Regions from separate parts of the Anas platyrhynchos genome. Here region 1 is linked to region 2. Evidence: chromatin contacts called from public Hi-C data. All regions are on one chromosome and are shown on one strand. Each heading gives the region's core, a stretch centred on a gene start, on an enhancer-like site or on the middle of the called end of the contact. The rest is flanking DNA. Distances are from core to core; before and after follow the strand shown. Region 1 holds the start of BLOC1S2 (biogenesis of lysosomal organelles complex 1 subunit 2). Region 2 overlaps PKD2L1 (polycystin 2 like 1, transient receptor potential cation channel).

The links. Hi-C and Micro-C count contacts between places; a contact is called where the count stands out from the background.
Region 1: a contact with region 2 is called in a Hi-C map of skeletal muscle, with 4 times the contacts expected there. The contact joins the promoter of BLOC1S2 here to the enhancer-like site in region 2. A contact is called at or near these places in 2 of 8 Hi-C or Micro-C datasets (liver and skeletal muscle).

The regions. Positions count from the first base shown.
Region 1 is chr6:21,408,829-21,416,169 of IASCAAS_PekinDuck_T2T, forward strand. BLOC1S2 (biogenesis of lysosomal organelles complex 1 subunit 2) reads left to right here and starts at 4,790. Exons shown (of 5, transcript XM_027460094.3): 1 at 4,790-4,949; 2 at 5,562-5,678; 3 at 6,569-6,688; 4 at 7,203-7,307. The coding sequence starts at 4,898. It overlaps LOC101797254 (broad substrate specificity ATP-binding cassette transporter ABCG2), which reads left to right. Exons shown (of 16, transcript XM_027460092.3): 12 at 924-1,048; 13 at 1,404-1,558; 14 at 1,980-2,069; 15 at 2,771-2,883; 16 at 3,369-4,238. The coding sequence ends at 3,516.
Region 2 is chr6:21,368,505-21,375,663 of IASCAAS_PekinDuck_T2T, forward strand. PKD2L1 (polycystin 2 like 1, transient receptor potential cation channel) reads left to right here. Exons shown (of 16, transcript XM_013104782.5): 2 at 1-148; 3 at 2,368-2,481; 4 at 3,785-3,912; 5 at 4,945-5,201; 6 at 6,152-6,376; 7 at 6,719-6,947. Among named protein-coding and RNA genes, the nearest start is that of PKD2L1, 11 kb to the left of the region's middle. Within about 2 kb of position 4,802, at least 1 of the 8 cell types and tissues checked has an H3K27ac peak or open chromatin away from gene starts, as enhancers often do.

The sequences.
Region 1 (7,341 bases), core at 3,540-6,039, 40 kb after region 2:
GGGAGTTCTTAGAAAATCTTCTCAAAGGATGCGCAGAAGAAAAGGGCTGCTGACTGGCTTACAAGATATTTTTAACAATCAAGTATATCTGTCTATATACATATGTATATTAAATGCATATGTAAATGTGTGTATGTATTTGTGTGCATAAAGAAGTGTGTATATATACATGTTGAAAACATGGTTTGGAATAGCCTCCAGCTCATGGGATGAAAGGGCAAAAGACATGCAGTAAAAAGGAAATCAGAGATTTGTGCCTGGAAAATGAGTGTTGTGTTTTTGTGAGGCACTAGTTTAGATGTGCACACGACCACTGGCAGCTTGCTCAGAACTGCTTAGTACTACACCTAACAGCTGCTCAGGAATGAATCTCTGACATTTCTTGCTAGTCTGGCCTGCTTACCAACTTGGTGGGGATTCTGGCACCTTACCACTTGAGTCTTTCCATGAGCTCCATTATGCAGCAAGGCAATCATATTTAATTGCCCTGTGAACTGGAGGTGAGTTAATGTCCTACAGGTGTTTTCTCATTCTTGGCTATCATTCCTTCTCCCTTAGAAACAGTTGTATGAGATAGCTGTGGATAAACTGTTCCTCCAGTTAATCTCATACTTTCCCCTGCTCTTGTGTTTAGGATCATTCTCTTTGAACAGAGCTTTAGGAGCCTTTTTCCAATATGCTATTTAGTAGTCTAAATCATTCTCATTCATCTTCTCAGAGTGCTCCCAGCATTGCTGCAGGGCCTGTGAGATAGATGAGCCCTTACTTTGGAGTGGGAAGTGGCAGCACAGAGAAAATAATCAACTTGCATATAGAGGAGTCAGTGGTAGAAAGAACAAACTGAATCAGGATAAACCAGACACACATACTGAACCTAGATAACCTCTAAACCTGTAAAACTTGCCTCCTTCCTGTCCTCACAGTCATCAGTACACCAGTGGATATTACCGTGTGTCTGCCTACTTCCTGGCCTTGATGATAGGAGATCTACTGCCCATGAGAACTGCTCCAGCCATCATATTCTCATGCATCACTTACTGGATGATTGGTAATGAACTGATGCTTTCATTGAACCTGTCGTCTTCTAACACGTTTGATTTCTGACTTAGCCAGAGTTTATTTTGTTTATCTAAATTGAAACTGGTTGAACCCTCAGCTGATTTTAAGTGCTTGGCATCATAACTTCTGAAGACTCTGGAGCAGGGGCAGAGACACCAGCAATCAGAGATGGGGACCTGCTTGTCCATGTCTTTTGGTACTGCTTTAGAGCATTCACAGTTGCTGCCAACTCCAGACTCAGCCTTTCTTCCTCCTTTTCATGTCTTGTATGGGAGCCCGAGGGTACCTCTCCGAGGTTCATGATGTGACTATTAACTGGACTTTTTCTTTCTGCTTTTTGACAGGATACCAAGCTGTTGCAGGCCGATTCTTCTTCTTCATGCTGGCCCTGATACTGGTGTCGTACACTGCCACAGCCATGTCTCTGGCTATCAGTGCTGGGATGGAAGTAGTGGCTGTGGCGAATCTGCTCATCACTATTTGTTTTGTCCTGATGCTTGTAAGTATATAAGATGCACAGATGGATTTAGGAGACAGGCTCTGTACAGGAATGGGTCCAGTAGCTTGTTACTCTCTGCCTGCAATTTTACTGATGCTATAGTCAGACTTTAGTCAGTCTGCTAAATTGTAATCTAAGGGTCAAACCTTTGCTCAAATGCAGTTCTGTAGGTGTGGTGCCACCAGAGCTGTGCTAAAAGTGTGCCTCAAAAAGGTGTTTTTTCAAATTGTCCTTAGAAAAAAAGGACAGTATTACAAATCTAAGTGATCAACTAGATTGCTTAAAAGGAAAAAGTTTGAAATAAACTTTAGATTAGCTGATTTTGTTGCAGTAACTTGGCTGCCCAGTGGGGTTTGCAGGAATGACATGGTTTGCAGTAAACTGTGTTTGTGACTCATCAGTCTCTTTTGTTCTCTTTCAGATCTTTTCAGGTCTTCTAGTAAACCTCCCTTCTGTAATGGGCTGGCTGAACTGGCTCAAGTACTTCAGCATCCCTCGATATGGCCTCACTGTGAGTAGAATATAGCATTGGTCTCCTGTGAGTAGGGGCTACCATGCTGCATCCTGGGGAGGTTTTGTGTATAAATGCAGTTCCCTTAAAAGTCTGGCTTGGTTTCTTTCCTCACATGAACATGGTGAAAGAACAAACGAGCCATCCTCAAAAAGGAAGAAAAGTTAATCTGTGTAAAAGGTGAAAGCCTTAAAGACTGAACAATTAATTTGTGCCACAATATTAGTACTGTTTTGACAGCAGCAGAGCAAACTGCCCAGTGAGGTGCTATTTCCTAACCTGAATAGTTGATTCCTCCTGCTTCATAGTGCTGATGCTGGGGTGTCACTATGCAGCCATATGGTTTTCTGGGAGAGGAGACTGACTCAGATAAAGGTGGATAAATGGGGACTTGTAGCTGGCAAGACAGAAACCCGTGGCTAAATCACTGAAATATAACTCTGAAGTTACAGATTCAGACACCAAATCATCCTGCATGTAGACGTTGGAGCAGTTCCTTGGAAAGTTAGTGGTTAAGAGATTCAGAATAAATGCTGAGAAGTAACTTTTCTGGGCCACTCAGTTCATGCCTAAAAGTAACATATGATTCCAAGAGTGGTGATATATATCTTCTAATAATCAAGCATCTTTGAGGTGTTTCAGCTTTAGCACCCCAAGTCATTAGCTCTTTGTAAAAAATTGCTGTCTGCCTCTTTCCCTAGGCTCTTCAAGTGAATGAGCTTAGGGGTCTCTACTTCTGTGGTGAGAAGGATCCAAATGTTACAGTGTCTGTGGGAGATGCAGGCAGTTGTCCTTCAGTTACTTCAGGAGAAATGTAAGTATTTACCTCATGACTGTTCTTGGGTCTGAATTGCAATGGCTTGCTACAGGACAAGTCAGACTATTTCAGAGCTTACAATTACCCAGAGAATAAGTGTTTGTGAGAGTAAGTGAACTGTTTCTATAGCTTTGGGCCCCAAACCCCTGCTGTGGGCCTCCAGTTACTGATGCATAAAACTAAATATTTTTATATGTATCATAGTCTGATGTGGTTCTGAGGCTTGCTCATAAACTGCCAGTTATCTGTAAGAAACAATTTTGATGCTATCGAATCATCTGAAAAATTATGAGAACAAAAGATCCAGATTTGTCCCTTAAGCTTTATTTTTTCATGGTAAGTCACTCTATTTCCATCACCTCTGTCTTGCAGAATTGTGGGTAGAGAAATCTGTGCATGACAGGAAAATAAAAGTAACCAACTGAAGACTCACAGTATCTTGCACCAGATATAATAAACTTCTGTCCCATGCTTTTCTGCAGGTGTTCTGGTGAAGCATACCTGTGCAGCCAAGGAATTGCACCTACCAACTGGGCAATGTGGGAAAACATAGTGGCTCTCTTCTGCATGACTGTTATCTTCCTCATCATTGCCTATGCCAAACTACGGTTTATGAGAAAGTTCACATAGATTCCTGCACTGCCTTGCTCTGCAACTTCTCAGGTCTTAAAACAGCAAAGCTTGTTAAAGCCTGCTGGAGGTTGCCAAAGATTTTAACTGACTCTTTAGTGGACTTAAGATGGAAATCCTGTCCCACTGTTTCTGGACCATGATCTCCATATAATTGTATGATTTTGTTTTTTAAGAGGAAATGTATTACTGTAAGATTGCATAAATAATTTTTTTTTTTTTTTGTAAGGGAATATATTTCTCATAATTCTTAGGTGCTTATCAAACTGTTTGTTATAGAGCTTCATTCTTCTGTGGCTAACTTTTACAGGAAATATACACAAGGAAACATTTTCCTTTGGAAGTGTGAGCTTCTCCACCACATGGCATAAAGTAATGATGACATTTATGCGTAGATATGTTGCCTCTTGTTAGTGCCCATCACACCTGAGGAGAGCCAGAAACCATTCAAAATGAGTTGGAGATGCATTCAAGGTTGAAGTCTATACAGGGAATGTGCTCTCAGTGCCAGGCAAGAGTTATACTTCTAGTAGCTCCTCTGTGGAAGACACTTGCAGAAGCAGCTTTTGCTGATGGCATCTAAACAGTGGTATAAGCCGTGGAACCTAAGAGTGAGAAATATGATGACAGTTGTACTGTAAAAATGAATTCTATATTACTTAAGAAGGGATTTTGTTCCCCTCTTTTTTAATAAGTGAATAAAAACCTGTATGTATGGTAAATCTTTTTAGCAGGCTTCCTGTTTGGCTGTGCCATTTCTATATAGAGATGCATATATATATATACTATGCTATACTATATATATACCATGCTATACTATATATATATACTATGCCATGCTATATATATATGCTATATATCAATGCTATATATAGTATAGCGTGTGTGTGTATACATATATATACTATATATCATACTATGCACAGATTAAGACACAGAGCTCCTGCTGTGGTAACCGCAGCAAAGCTTGACACAGCACAGCCTGCAGCGTGCCAGCAGCTGTCCCCTTACAACCCCAGCTTTGAGGCTGCACGAAGCCCCTCACACGCAGCGCAGCTGCTACGCCAAGGGAAACACTGCCAGCATGTGCTGCGGACGGCTGGGCGAGCCGCAACCCTTGGAACGGGGCTGCCCTGCCAAAGTGCAATAAATGTTCGGGTCACGGTGTCCTCGGGGTACGGGGTACGGGGTACGGGGCCGGAGCCTCCCCTAACGCGGCGGGGGCAGCAGCGCCCCCGCCGGGCAGCGCCCAGCGTTGCGAGAGGGCCCCGGCCCGCCCCGCTTCTCCAGGGCCGCGCCTGCGCCGCCATGGCGAGGGGCGGAACCGCGGCCTGGCTGAGGGCGGCGGCGGCGGCGGGGGCCGGGGCAGGGGCCTGTCGCCATGGCGACCGCGGCGGAGGGGCTGCCCGAGGCCGGCGCGCAGCCCGCCAAGCGTAAGGGGCCGGGGGTCAGGGGGGGCTCCGTGGCGGCGGTGGGGCCGTGGTGGGGCGCTGGGGGTCTCTCCGTTCGGGCCGGGCGAAAGCTGTCACAGGACAAAGAGCACGCTGCCGGGCTGTGGGAGAGCAGAGCAAGGGCCGAGTGTGGTGGAGATGGGTTTCGAGGAGGGGAGCGCTGATCGTCGTTTGCCGTGGGTGGCAATCCGTGTTTGTCCCTCGTGAAGCGGGCTTGGGGCAGTTTTTGTATGTTAAGGCAGCGACTAGAAATAAAAATCAATGTAATTGTGCACAAAGTTCTTAGAGGCAACGTCTTGCAGAAGTTCTCCACATACTCCTTTGAAGCAGGGCTGCATTCAGGCCAGGTGCCTTTCCCTTACACATTTCCCAGCGTATTACTGAAAAATAATCTTGATATTTCTTTAAGGAAAAGGCTTGGTTTGTTCTCCTCTTGTGCAAAGTAGACCATTTATACAGAAAGTAGGCATAGTCAACACCAGCAACAAAACAACAACACCAACAAAAATAAAGCACTTGGACCTTTTCATTTTTATGGCTTGTTTCTGTACCTGCTAACCTTCTCTAACTCAATAATGCATGTGCCCTGATTAGAGGATCCTGCTGTTGAAACAGCCGAGGAAGCTAAGGAGCCCGCAGAAGCGGACATCAATGAACTGTGTAAAGATATGTTCAGCAAAATGGCCACTTACTTAACAGGTGAACTGACAGGTAAGGCACTGCAGTACTGACAGGCAAGTACATTTTTGTTTCTTTTCATATTTTTTCCAGGAACTCTGTTGTGTTGCTTGTATAAACTATACCTATTTTATCATATCTGACAATGCTAGCAGTAACTGTTCTGTTCCTCATAGGTGCTTCACATGCGTATGTTTTAAAAATCAGCAGTCTTGTCCAACTGCTTTGAGCCTGTATCAGGCAATCATACAATTATATAGGTTGGAAGGGACCTCTGTAGGTCATCTAATCTAATTCTGCGTTAAAAGCAAGGGAAACTCAGCCGTTAGGTTACTTAAGTAGATACCTGTCTAGCTGAGATGCTTCATAAGGTTGATGATCTGTCTGATATGATCATCCTTTCACATCTAAGACGATCTCTTATCTCTGTTAAACAGATAGGGGACTGCAGGAAGTGGAAACTTGCTAATTTATCTTTTTAATTTCACTGGATTCTGTCTTGAAAATCTGAATGAAAGTGACTTTGGTAAAACAGGCAGGGAAGTCTGTGAGGCTGAAAAAATTCAGGGATTGCCCAAAGCTCTATCAACCATTCTGATCTTTGAAGCATTCTTCCTGTATATGTTTTGCTGAATTGGAGCCTGTCTTTGGAATGACATTTTCCTTCCACACGAAGTTTCTCAAGTTTGCTTGTTTCTTGTTTGTTTGCTATTTTTTTTTTAGAAAAAAATCATGAGTCCAATTGATTTTTACATTTCACAGAATGTCATTTCTTTTTGTACATCATTATACTAATACCTCTACTACCACCTAAATTATTCTTCATTATATTTAGCTATTGTTTTGAAATTTCTTGTTCTCTAGAAGAGTCTGCACCCAGTTCAACCTGCATGAACATTAAAATGCACTCTGTTGTTTTTAAGCCACCAGTGAAGACTACAAACTCTTGGAAAACATGAACAAGTTGACTAGCTTGAAGTACCTAGAAATGAAAGATATTGCCATAAACATCAGTAGAAATCTGAAGGATTTAAATCAAAAATGTAAGTAAACCAAATAAGGGAGGGGTATAATTAACTATAGACTTGTATGGGAAATTAAACATCTAAGATTTGATAGTTTACACTCCAATAGGCTCTCAGGGAAAGAAAACTCACTGAAATATACATGCTGTTAGACAATGCCAATCTTCTGTATATCTTTACAAAACTACAGTCTACATAGACTAGCATAAGAGAATTTATGTCCTGTTCTACCCCAAATTTTGGACTGATAGGGATTAAATAACAATTCTTTTGCTGTACGTTGTTTTTCTATTTGTGTGGAGTCTAGCCAGTAAGCTTTTTCCAGTAATCCAGTCTAGCCTCTTAAACTTTTTGTAAGTTGCTGGAATATGGCTATCAGCATCACCACTCAATTTTGGGGTAGGAAAAGGAAGGAGCTTTTGAAGTATTGTGTCTGGAGAACATTATGATAAATTCTTATGTTTGAAGTATGAACTATTTCCTGGAATTGAATTAACAAGAACTAACAGCTTTGCTTTTTTTTTTTTTAAAGATGCTGCTCTTCAGCCATATCTGGAACAAATCAACCTAATTGAGGAGCAGGTTGCAGCTCTGGAGCAAGCAGCTTATAAACTGGATGCATATTCCAAAAAACTTGGTAACTATTATCTTCTACTGTTACTACCTAGCAA
Region 2 (7,159 bases), core at 3,552-6,051:
AACCCCAAGTCCATCCTGGAGAATCCCTATGAGAACTTTGAAGAGGTGGGAGACCCACTGCCCTACCAGACAGAGCAGAACAAAGCTGTGGATGGGAAGACAAGTCCTTTCCTCAAGTGCTGCTTCTACATCTTCAGAGGCATCCGAGGTAAAGTTATGATATTTCTGTAGAAAGGATTTACTAACCATTGGGAAGATATATCTTATATATATCCTTATATATCTTATATATCCCATTTGGGGGGGGGGGAGGGGGGGTGTTTGTGTGGACTGCAGGGGTGCAGAAGGTAGAAAGTACATAATATCCGTGTAGTACGGGAACCTGCTCACTACAGACCGACATTATTCTGAACGTCATCTTTAGCTGATCTGAAAGGATCATCCTCTCGTGTGTCTTGCTGTGCCTCCTGGGTCTGTTCTGTCATCTTTGCTACAAGGCAGGAGGTATGGAGAGAATGGGAGTATCCTTCAGTCCAAATGTCATGTTCGAAAGAGATGACTTCCCAGGCTTCTGAGGTTGGAAGGTGCCAAAGGAGACACAGATGGGTACATACTTCATGTATGAGGTGATACATTTTTCATGTCATGTTTCCTGAAGAAATACCTGAAATAAAACCTCAACTGGTATAGTTTCACAATTGCAGGATGCAACCTGAATGATACTGGACAAGACTCGTGGTTCTCCAGGTATAATTTTGGTCCAGTTTCGGAACCAAATTTTCAAGGATATTTGATGTTGCTGCATTCAAATATTCCGAAGTGCACTTTTTTTTCCCCTTTGTCTCTTTTCTCAACATTTGGTACTAGGAGTTCCCTGCCTCATGAGGTGTTCATTCACAAGGACATAGTTCCATCCATTTAAAGTACACTAACATCTTCTTGTCTCTTGTTGCTTATAACACAAAAAATGAGAATAAGATTCAAATCTTCAGGAGCCCAATGACCACGATGGCTGAGCAGCCAACCTTTACTATATACTGACTCAGCTTTACTGTTACCACTTGCAGTAATGTCTCTGCTCTGTTGTTATCCACTGTTCTTTCTTTGTTTCTGTTGTGGAGTTTTCACACGGGCCACATGCTATCCTCCTGCACTAGAGTAAATCCACATCTTCTTTAGGCTCTCGTTTCTGTTTCTGGTCTATTGCATGGCCAGAGCAGTCTTTTGGTTTGTCTGTCCAGGAGTGAGGGTGGCAGCCATCACGGCAGCAAAAAAGCTCTCTACTTTGTTGAGATGCCAAAGAGTTATCATTATGACAGCAGTGAATGTGCGTTGGAACAAGCAAAAGCAAAAAAGCCTGTCTCCTTCCTCTACCTGTGATGACTTGAGATGTGTGGCCTTTGATCCCGATTTGCAGGAGGATGATAGTTGTGCACCAGTGGGGATAGGTATCAGGGCTGAGCTCTCTAGGAGGTGCAGAAAGCAGGAAGATTGTGGGTATTATTGATGCCAATTCCATCACTAGGCTTTCAAGTGGAGTTTCTTATGCCTTTCAACTTAAGGAGAGATTCTGAAAACACAACACAAAGCCATTACAGCAAGAACAAGTAAACAAACTAATGGTGTTAGGCGGGTCATCAAAACCATAATATTGAGGCTTCTTTTAAAGAAAGTGTTCCTGTCTTTTTGATCAATCCTGATGACATTTAATGAGTTGCTTTTACTTTGTGAAGGAATCAGAACATTAGCTGGTATAAATCTGCACTGAAGCCAGCAGAGCTCCATTGATAGACATCCTGAACACGATTTGGCTCTAAATTGTATGCTGAAAATATTGAGTTGGGCTATTTGATTGAGTCTTATGACATATATCTTCAAGTATGTGAGTAAGCAAGGGACAAATATTTGGAGCTTGATAGCTCAGTATACATAAAAAGAACTAATAGCAGTAAAGCTAAAATCAGATGCAGTTCTGCTATGGAAGTCCTTATCAGAAGGTCAGATGTTGGCACATGCATGACTGAAATGAAACTATGACATTCCAGGAATGTGACAAAGTCTTGTGACAAAGACTGAATTTCTGCAAAAAGTAAACTGAAAAACAGGCAGAAAAAAAATATAAATAAATAAATAAATAAATCCAGTCCATATTGAAGTCTGGCAGAAAACTGAAGAGTGATTTAGCAAAACATAATGGTCATCAAATTTCAGTTTTGGCCAGCCTCAAATCTTTTGTTCACACTGGAATTTTTCATTTTAGAGGTTATTTAACGAGTTTTAGTCAAGTTTTGAGATGAAAAATAGTTCTGTTTTGAAAAGTTACAAAAATCTAGCAACTCACAAGAGTGTTCTTTGGGAATGGGACTCCTCCTATAGCCTTTGAGAATGGCCATAAAACTTCTCAATTTTTTTCTTTACATCCCTCAGGTCTGTGGGGCACTACGCTCACTGAGAACACAGCTGAAAACAGAGAGCTTTATGTGAAGACCACACTGCGAGAACTTCTAGTCTATATTGTGTTCTTGGTGGACATTTGTCTATGTAAGTACATATCATATCTCATAGCTGTCTTTTCACGCTACATGAGGGGAAGAAGGTGAGGTTTTATTATTAGACTTCCTCACCCTGTTTTAGGTGTTAAACTGATTGTACATATAATCACTGCAGCAAGCAGGTGTGCTGTTGACTCACAGAATAGCTGCTGCACACACAAGTAAAATGGCTGACAATTGCCCTAGACTGAATTGATACCTGCTAGATTTACGTAAACCACATTATCAACTCTGTTGACATCACGGTCCTGGAAGAGTCTGCACAGCAAGATTATTTTCACAGCAAATGTTCAAACATCAGACAGCAGCTCTAGAAACTTCTTGGGATCAGAGACACGGGGTTCAGAGAGATTTTTGTCTCTGAGGCTGATGAGGTGCCTGAGGTGATAATGCAGATGGCAGCTTGTGTTGTTCTTGGGTAGATTTAATGCAGCCCTGTACTGAATGCTAATGGCCTTTGTGTGGTTAGAACAATGACTGTTTGTTTTTTGGGAAGGTTCATTCACTATCACAAATGAGCACCTGTGACACAGAACAGTGAAGAGGATTATATTTCATGGACCCTGTAGTAGGAGAGACAGACAGACAATACCAACCCAAGTTACTATCACACTGACCCATGGAGACCGTCCTTCCTGAAGAAGCAGGGCATGCACACAGACGTACATGCAGTCGCACACTGACTCATCTAGAAGTGTTTGGGAGGTGAATGTTGAATACCTGCTGCTTTATTTTCACAGTATTCTTTCAACAGTAGGACTTGTTCCTAGTGATTGCCGTGATGGATGCTTTTCTGCAGGGAGGAGCTCTGGGTAGTTGAAACAACATATATTTATTTGATTTTTTTTTTTGGTAGACAAAAATTTAACTGGAATTTTCCACTACAGGTTAGTCTCTATACTTTCATAGCTTTATATCAGAACTAAGTGCACACAAAATACAGCTCATGAATTTTGTTATGAGAAAGAAGATTTCTTTTCCCCCTCAGAAAGACAAAATTTCTGAGAGAAAATGTCACCCAGGATGTTCAGTTGCATCATCCAGTGGTCTTCGTTGGCATTTAAACTCCTAAAATATGTCATTCTGACAGTTTAAATTCTGGAGGATGCAGAAAATAAAGTTGAACTCCCTAAGCAATCAAGAAAGTAATGTGATTAGAGGTCTCAAGGTTTCTTCTCTTCTGCCCTGCTCAGCTTACTTACGACAGTAGAAGCTATGCAGAAAATGAATGTATATACCAGGCTCTGATATTTAGGTGTAAGAGAGGACCTTCCTTTTGTCTCTTCTCTTAGTGACATATGGAATGACAAGTTCCAATGCCTATTACTACACCAAAGTGATGTCTGAGCTCTTCCTGCAGACCTCTTCAGACAGCCGTGTTTCTTTCCAGTCCATTGGCAGCATGTCTGACTTCTGGGTGGTGAGTACACATCTGGCCTGGCATGGGGAGCCCTGGAAATCTCAGCTAGGGTGGGATATTCAGTTACCTCTGAATGTGCTACCTAGTGCTTTTAGCAAGCCATTCTACAGCTGCTTGCCAGCTACTAGCAGTAGATATGGTATCATTTACATGCAGAATACACACTGATTTAGAACATTATATATCCCTTTGAGCACTGTGGCCAGAATACTGACTAGGCTAAGTATTGTGTGTGTCCAGAAAAGTCCATTCCAGGCTTTCTTGTGACAGACATAGCTTTGAATCCTGCAGTCTAATGTCTTCATGCTGGTCTCTTAGTAATAATTTTATCTCCATTTTCATGGGCAAAATGGGATCAGTGTAGTTAACTTGTAATTTATGCATGGCCTGGCCTGACCTGTAGATTCTTTATGGAGAAACTGGATTCAAATTTGCACTGACTTTTACCAAAGAAAATAAAGAGGGGAAAAGATGTTGGGATCTATCACATTTTTATTAAAGAACTGGAGAAGGAATAATATGGTCCACAGTGAATGTCGTTGAGATATTGCAACCACGTATCTCTAATGGCCAGCCAGAAATTAATGGTCAGTTAGCTTTGCCTTTTTTCTGGTATATTAAAAAAGCACAATGAACTATGGCACTGTTGTTTCCCCCACTGTTTACATGGAACTGGTCCACCTTGTTTTAATAATTCATACCTTATGCCAGGACAGTTCCTCCAGACTTGTGTTGCCTGAAAAGGAAGGGACAAAGAGGTTGTAGGGCCCCTGTCTCCTTGTTAGCATAACGAGGTGCAGCAAGCACCTTACAGGCCTGAGAGGAGCCACCACACTACCCTGCTGCCCAGCATCCCTCTTCTACCCTGCAGCTCCACCCAGCTCCATATGGGGGCTCCCCTCCTTAGCATATACGCAACGGGAGCTCTACCAGTAGAGCAGTGTGGGTCAGGTCTTATCTCAAGCCCAAACTAACAAAATTCCTCTGATATGTAGGCTATGAACCAGTTGCTTTCTTCTCCCTCTCACGCAGTATGCACAAGGTCCTCTTCTGGATAATCTTTACTGGACAAAGTGGTACAACAATGAGTCCCTAGCAGCACACAATACCCAGTCGTACATCTATTATGAGAACCTGCTGCTGGGTGTCCCACGGATGCGACAGCTGAAGGTGAAGAACAATTCCTGTGTGGTCCATGATGACTTCAAGGAGGAAATCTCAGGCTGCTATGATGTATACTCAGAAGACAAGGAGGAAAGAATCTCCTTTGGACTTGTCAATGGAACAGCGTAAGTACATCTGCTGTTTGGGATTAGAATATTTGTGATTTTTACATTTTTTTAAATTGCCCCAAATTAGTCTCTTCTGGTTAAAATAAGATATGCTGAGCTGCAGAATGAATTAGTAGGGGTGAGTTTCTCACACAAGGCTGGAATTCCCCTTGCAGTTAGAGGCAGCAAGTCCTTTGCATCAAGCCTCTTCAAGGAGACACAGACTGAATGCTAGAGTGGAACCTGCTGAGAAAGCCATGAGAAATCCAGATGAGAATTAGGTAGACATTGTTTGTCTGTTTTTAAAGGAGTGCACCCCTTTCATCTTGAAAACCTATTCCCAGCTTTTTTTTGCCTTTTTTTTTTTTTTTTCTCCAGACAGAGGTGTCTGAACCATTTTCTTAAGACCCAGATTTCTTAACTTCTAATTCTACACTGAGATGGAATATAACATGTAAAATCACCATCACACTTGGTTATTTATTTATTTTTTACTGATTATTCATGTAATTGATGTGGATTTTCCTCTATAATAAAGTGAGGCAGCTGCCATTTAATAACCCCTTGCTTGCTGCTTGAGTCTTGATCTGTGAAAAAAAAAGCTATTTTTCATACGGAAATTTGTGTGCAAGAGCGTTCTAAGCAGAGAACTGCATGCAACATGGTAGGAGGCAATACAACAGACCCTGTGAATAACCTTGAAAGCAAACAAGGCTATGACATAGCCAAAGAGCCTGCAGAATTTTCCCTCCATTTGTGTTGTGTCACTGCTGGGAAGCACTAGATCAGAAATCTATCAACAATGAAAAACTGGTGTAAGCTCAGAACTGGAGTAGGAGTTATGTGCCAACTCTTTGATTAAACTGCTCTGTCCTTTGAAGATGCCGTTTCATTTCTCCTGACTGCAAAGTTCTATCCAAGACTGTGGGTGGTAAGTGATGCCTTTTCTCATGGGTTGTCTGTTGCAGGTGGAGGTACCATTCTGAGGAAGAGCTGGGTGGCTCATCTCACTGGGGAAGACTAACCAGTTATAGTGGGGGAGGATACTACATAGACCTCAAGTTGACCAGAGAAGAGAGTGCTGAAGCCCTGCAAATCCTGAAGGAGAAGTTGTGGCTGGATCGGGGGACACGAGTTGTCTTCATTGATTTCTCTGTGTATAATGCAAATATCAATCTGTTCTGTGTTCTGAGGTAGGCTGAGTCCCACTGGAAATTCTTCTGCCTCTCGCTTGTTTCTCAATGTCACGTATTCTTAAAACGCAAAAATAATCTGTTCCACTATGAGGTGTAGGACTGAATGGTATCAGTAGATATTGTATGGATTAGCAAGAAGACTTGGTCTTTCTGACACAAGTAGACACACTTCTTTTGAGCTTTCATGCTTTTCTATCACAAGTAGTGAAGCAGCAGAGAGAAGAATGCATAAACACATGCACAACTCTTCCAGTCACAATTTGATGGATAGCTCATACTCAGGTTTGATGCTTCCATCCCACCATTTGTAATTAACAGTGTTTTCTTGTTCCCTTCAAGGTTAGTGGTTGAGTTTCCAGCCACTGGTGGTGCCATCCCCTCCTGGCAAATCCGGACAGTCAAGCTTATACGATATGTCAGTGCATGGGACTTCTTCATTGTTGCCTGTGAAATCGTCTTCTGTGTCTTCATCTTCTACTATGTGGTGGAGGAGATTTTGGAGTTGCGTATCCACAAACTTCAGTACTTCACCAGCATCTGGAACATATTGGATGTGGTTGTCATCCTGGTAAGGATGCTTGCACGCTTTTTTTTTTGGGGGGGGGGGGGAGGAAAAAGGGCAAAGGGGTACAAGAGACAGCTAATGAAAGAATGGGGAAACTGGTCTAGACAAGACAAGAGCTGACGTGTTTTGCTCCAATAGAAAAATGGACTGGCGGAGTAAATGGTCATGTGGTTTTCTATCAGGTATTAGAAAAAATTCTTCCCTTAATGATGCTT